Linked DNA regions of Mus musculus: region 2 is linked to region 1. A link is a contact called in public promoter capture Hi-C data. All regions are on one chromosome and are shown on one strand. The core of a region is the stretch at or near the end of the contact, and the rest is flanking DNA. Distances in the headings are between cores, read along the strand shown. Region 1 holds the start of Pth2 (parathyroid hormone 2). Region 2 holds the start of Kcna7 (potassium voltage-gated channel, shaker-related subfamily, member 7).

The links. Capture Hi-C pulls out chosen DNA fragments and counts their contacts.
Region 2: a contact with region 1 is called in a promoter capture Hi-C map of pancreatic islet. The contact joins the promoter of Kcna7 here to the promoter of Pth2 in region 1. A contact is called at or near these places in 4 of 39 promoter capture datasets (the C10 cell line, cranial neural crest, embryonic stem cells and 1 more), 1 of 15 datasets of contacts at CTCF or cohesin (large pre-B cells), 7 of 484 Hi-C or Micro-C datasets (the G1E-ER4 cell line, bone marrow-derived macrophages, embryonic stem cells and 2 more), 4 of 115 datasets of contacts at active chromatin or transcription factors (bone marrow-derived macrophages, embryonic stem cells, large pre-B cells and 1 more) and 5 of 9 other capture datasets (adipose tissue, embryonic stem cells, liver and 2 more).

Annotation. Positions count from the first base shown.
Region 1 is chr7:45,179,683-45,182,527 of GRCm38.p6, forward strand. Pth2 (parathyroid hormone 2) reads left to right here and starts at 1,313. Exons shown (of 3, transcript NM_053256.2): 1 at 1,313-1,509; 2 at 1,609-1,739; 3 at 1,916-2,156. The coding sequence starts at 1,612. The coding sequence ends at 2,090.
Region 2 is chr7:45,404,618-45,407,327 of GRCm38.p6, forward strand. It overlaps Kcna7 (potassium voltage-gated channel, shaker-related subfamily, member 7), which reads left to right and starts at 1,343. Exons shown (of 2, transcript NM_010596.2): 1 at 1,343-2,398. The coding sequence starts at 1,745.

The sequences.
Region 1 (2,845 bases), core at 63-2,562:
AGACATAGGATCTCATCGATAAGGTAGAAAAGGAAGTTAGAATTGGACCAAGCTGTGATCTCTTTGCAGTGAGGGTTTGGCATGGTGTGATGATACAGGCCTGGGATCCCTGCTCGCAGAAGGCACAGGCAAGAGGATTATGAGTTCAAAGCAAGCTTGGGTGACTTAGTGAGACCCAGGACAGCCTGAGCTACAGAAACTCTAAAACAAAAATAAAACCCAACCAGTCAAATATACACACACAGAACAAAACTATCAACCCAACAGACACAAAATCCAGCTGGGTGGTGGTGGAGCACACCTTTAATCCTAGCACTTGGGAGACAGAGGCCAGTGGATCTGGGTTCTAGGCCAGCCTGGCCTACAGAGCAAGTTCCAGGGCAGCCAGGGCTACACAGAGAAACCTTGTCCCAAAATACAAAGTAAGTAAAAATGAGTTCTATGTCCTCTCCCACTCCCCACTCAAATCTAAGGATCTGAGTCCCTGGTACCTTTTTAGTCTAACCTCACCAGGCCATACTGCTCTCTTCAGACTGAAGAATCCAGGAATCCAGGCTTTCGGAACATAGAAGTGGGGGGCCCTGTCTGGACCACCTTTCTGTTTGGGATTCCAAGTTTGGCTCCTCATCTCTGTGGAGGTAGGAATCCAGGGCCTGTTCCCTTGCCCATGATACGGGAAGAGGGTGTTGCTCTTTACCCCCACCCCACCCCTCTTTAAGACAGTCTTAATATGTAGCATACACAGGCCTCAAATCTGCAGTGGTTGTTTCTGCCTCCTGAGTGTACGGCACCATAGGGTGGCCTTGGGAGCCCCCTTGAAACATGCCAGGTATGAATGGTTGGCCCTAATCTTCACCATACCCCCATGTCCCTTGTAGGGAGGGAAAGACTTTTCCCAGTGGAAGCCCAGGGCCTCCTGTGTCCCATTTCACGGTGGTGACTTCACCTGTTTGCACACTACCACCGCCTGCCTCTCTCTCTGTCTCTGTCTCTCTCTGTCTCTCTTTCTCTCTGTCTCTCTCTTGTCCCTGGCTCTCTCCTGACCAGCTCCTTTCCACACCCTCTCTTCTCAGCCTTCCTCTCTTCCTTCTTGCTTTTCCCTTCCTAGGCATCTTGTCTTTGCCCTTCTGTCTGGAGGTTATTTCTTTTCTGTCTTTCTCCCTTGTGTCCCTCTGCTCTCTTTCCTGCCTCTCTCTTGTGTTCTCGACTTGTGCTCTGATGGTCCCCCTCTCCAGTCTCTATTTTTATCCCTCTGACACACCCCTTGTGTCCACCTCTCTGTCTGTACCACCACCCCCCCTTCTTCAGTACTAGCTCTGGGTCCCAATTAGTTGGTGTTGGCCACGGCAGCGCAGGGCCCCACCAGGCTTCTCATTACCGCTGGCGGCTCCTAATGAGCGTGGGGTGGAGTGACCCCGCGCCCCCAGCCCGGCCTGCGTCACTGCCGCCGCGGGGGCTGTGAGGGTATATAAAAGGGGCGTGAGCATAGCTGCCTGAGCCCACTGCACGGTAGGGGGTCCTGTAGGAGGCTGGTGGCAGGGTTGGATTGTGGGCCCTAGGCTTCTGGGCGGGATGATGACATTGAGATTCTGGCCCCTGTATCCACAGGTGATGGAGACCTGCCAGATGTCCAGGAGCCCCCGAGAGCGGCTGTTGCTGCTTTTGCTGCTGCTACTGCTTGTGCCCTGGGGCACTGGCCCTGCCTCAGGTGTTGCCCTGCCCCTCGCTGGTGTGTTCAGGTAGGTGTGAGGTCCCGGACACCCAAAGAAGGGAGGAGAGGACCCCCCGCCCCAAAGGAAGGCAAGATACCGCATGCGGGGAGTTGGGGAGGGCAGGGGTGCTTAGCGTCGGACTGCAGTGGGGACCCGCGGTGGCCTGTGGGGCCTAGCGCGCAATCACATCTCTCTTCCCCCAGCCTCCGCGCCCCGGGTCGTGCCTGGGCGGGCTTGGGTAGCCCCCTGTCTCGGCGCAGCCTGGCGCTAGCTGACGACGCGGCCTTTCGGGAGCGCGCGCGCCTGCTGGCCGCCCTGGAGCGCCGCCGCTGGCTGGACTCTTACATGCAGAAGCTGTTGCTACTGGACGCGCCCTGAGCCTAATAAAGAGCCTGTCGCACTGCGACTGCGCCTCTTTGCTGCGCCACTCTCTTGTGGGTGTGTGGGGAGGGGGCCCCACAGCCTCACTGCAACCGGGACCCTCCGCATCCTCGCTTCTCCGGGTTCCCTCTTGGGTCATCTGCCTCGAGACTCTTGTTCTCTCTGGATTCCCTCGCCCGTGGGTCCCTGATCCAGCTCTGTTTTGGTCCGGTTTTTTTTGGGGGGGGGGGAGGGATTATTCTTCCGAGACAGGGTTTCTCTGTGTAGCCCTGGCTGTCCTGGAACTCACTCTGTAGACCAGGCTGGCCTTGAGCTCGAGAGCTTCGCCTGCCTCTGCCTCCCAAGTGCTAGGATTAAAGGCAAGCGTCACCATATCCTGCTGGGTCGGGATTTCATAACCTTTTTGGGCCTCGTGTTTATCGGCCGGGGAGGGCTCCAGCAGTTCCGAGCTGGACCGCGGCAGGTGCCGGATAAGGAAACTAAGCAGAGCCCGCGGCTCGGGGAGGCGCAGTCCCCACCTGTTTATTCGGAGAGCCCGCGGAGCGAGCGGACCGCGCCCTGATTGGTCTGAAGAGGAGGGTGGGGTCCAGGAGACCGCCCTCCAAAATTTGCATTTTCTGGAGGCGGACCGAGCCCTCATTGGCTTTTATGCTGTGAGGGCGGAGTTGCCTCTTGCAGCTCCTGCTCGGTCTACCGCGCAGAAGCAGAAGCGGTTAGCAGGAGGCGCACACAGAAATCCGGGTTTCCGCGAG
Region 2 (2,710 bases), core at 93-2,592, 220 kb after region 1:
CGTCTTTCTATCACCTTCCACGTTATTATTTGAAGACTGGCTGGCCATTAAATCCAGGGATCATCCTGTCTGGGTCTCCATGACCAGACTTTTTTTTTTTAAAAGATTTATTTATGTATTATATGTAAGTACACTCCAGAAGAGGGAGTCAGATCTTGTTACGGATGGTTGTGAGCCACCATGTGGTTGCTGGGATTTGAACTCCGGACCTTCGGAAGAGCAGTCGGGTGCTCTTACCCACTGAGCCATCTCACCAGCCCATGACCAGACTTTTTAAAGACACGATCTCACCAGACTGGCCTACACAGAGAAACTCTTTGTCGAAAAAATAAAAAACAACAAAACGACAAGATCCCACCATGTAGCCCTGACTGGCCTGGAAATTTATGGGCAGACCAGGCTGGCCTCAAATCCACAGGTTGGCTTGCCTCTGCTTCCAGAGTATTGGGATTAAAGGCGTGTGACACTACCCATGTTCTCACAACTTACTTAGGGCGATGGGGGGCGGGGGGAGGGCAGAGGCAGGAGGATCTCAGAAGTCCCCAAAAGAAAGCTGGGAAGGGAAAGGCCAGGTTTAGCTGGGAGACCTCTTGGTGCAGGTCTCCATCCGGCCGGCAGAGGGCGCGCGAGATCCCTTTCCCCGAAAGTGACTATAACACCCTACCCCATAAGAAGGGACTATTTTTTACTTAGTGTCATTAGACACCGGTGGCTGGAAGGCCATCTTCTGTCTGTCCTTCGGCTCCCGACAGTGACCCTACGCATCTTCCAGGCCGACTCTAGACCCTTCCAGGCAAGTCCCGCCTCCTTTGGCGCCATTCTTGGCTTCAGCCCAGGTTTTATTAATCTCAAAACACCTACATAAAGTCTAAATTCAAACTCCGGGACTCTCAGTGGCCAAGGATCCGGCGCACATGGGCAACAGTTTACAGTTGCAAAAGAGGCTCCAAGAACTCCTCAAGCACCAGGGCCGCTGCGGAGCTCCTTAGGCATGGTAATTAGAGACACAAAGGAATAAACACGTGAGGCCAGACACACAAAACGATGTTCATTCATTGAAAGGTACTAGGAGAGAAAGAAAGCCAGCAACAAATCCAGATGTGGTGGTACACATCTGTCATCCCAGCAATCGGGAGGCAGAAGCAAGAGTACTGCAATACTGAGCCAGTCTGACATACATACCCAAACCCAGTGTCTGGAAAAAAATAATAAAAGGCAGAGAGATACAGAGGCTCCCAGCAGAGAGCAAGATGTGGACAACTGGTTAAGGGGATACACCCCCCACCCTCCAGGAGGATGGACAAGAGACAGAAAGACTGGAAATGGAAAAGGGAAACTGATGCTGCAGATAGTCTCGGGTGGCTCATGACTGTCACCCGGGCAATCCGAAGGATGAGGCAGAGGATTGCCACAAGTTCGCGGTCAGCTTAAATGACAGGCTGAGGAGACTGTCTAAATAACAAACAAACAAATAAATAGCCATGATGCCATACGCCTGCAATCCCAGCATTTGGGAGGTGGAGGCAGGAGGATCATAAATTCAAGGTCAGTTCAGCTACATAAGACCTCGGGTCATGAATCCAAAAGCCAAACAAATAAAATAGATGACTACAAGGGAAAGCTCAAGAGATCCACGGAAAAGCGCCGGGTGGCAGTGTTTCCACAGGTGTGGGAACGGCAGAGGGCGCCCCTAGCCCCGCGGGGGTAACACCGCCCCCTCCCCCGCGCCCTGGCCGGACTTTCCATGCTATTTTTACCCGCCGACACCGGACACCCGACTGGGGTGGCTGCGGCGTCGGGGCCACACGTCCGTTCACCGGTCGCCCGGGCTGTGCGCGCCATGGAGCCACGGTGCCCGCCGCCCTGCGGCTGCTGCGAGCGGCTGGTGCTCAACGTGGCCGGGTTGCGCTTCGAGACCCGCGCGCGCACGCTCGGCCGCTTCCCGGACACGCTGCTGGGGGACCCGGTGCGCCGCAGCCGCTTCTACGACGGCGCGCGCCGCGAGTATTTCTTCGACCGACACCGGCCCAGCTTCGATGCGGTGCTCTACTACTACCAGTCGGGCGGCCGGCTGAGACGGCCGGCGCACGTGCCCCTCGACGTCTTCCTGGAGGAGGTGTCCTTCTACGGGCTGGGCGCGGCGGCGCTGGCGCGGCTGCGGGAGGACGAGGGCTGCGCGGTGCCGCCCGAGCGGCCGCTGCCCCGCCGCGCCTTTGCGCGTCAGCTCTGGCTGCTCTTCGAATTTCCTGAGAGCTCGCAGGCTGCGCGCGTGCTCGCCGTGGTCTCCGTACTCGTCATCCTGGTCTCCATCGTGGTCTTTTGCCTCGAGACACTGCCAGACTTCCGCGACGACCGCGATGACCCGGGGCTCGCGCCCGTAGCCGCTGCTACTGGCCCGGTGAGGGGCGGGGATTTGGGGAGGTCCAGGGCGGGGCCTGGGAAGACCTGGCCAGTCAGAAGGTGTGGCAAGGGGCAGGAGGATGGAAGCCCTTTAAAAACAAAAACAAAAACAAAAACAAAACAAAAAAAAAAAAAAAACAAAGATGTAAGCTGGGTATGGTTCTTCATACGAGAATCCTAGCAAGGAGACAGAACGATTGCCACGGGTTGAAAGCCAGTGTGGGTTACTGTATGAGAGAGTCTGCCTGGAAACAGACAGTGAGTGAGGATCTCCCTCAGAGGTAGACAACCTGCCCAGAGTTTCCTGGTG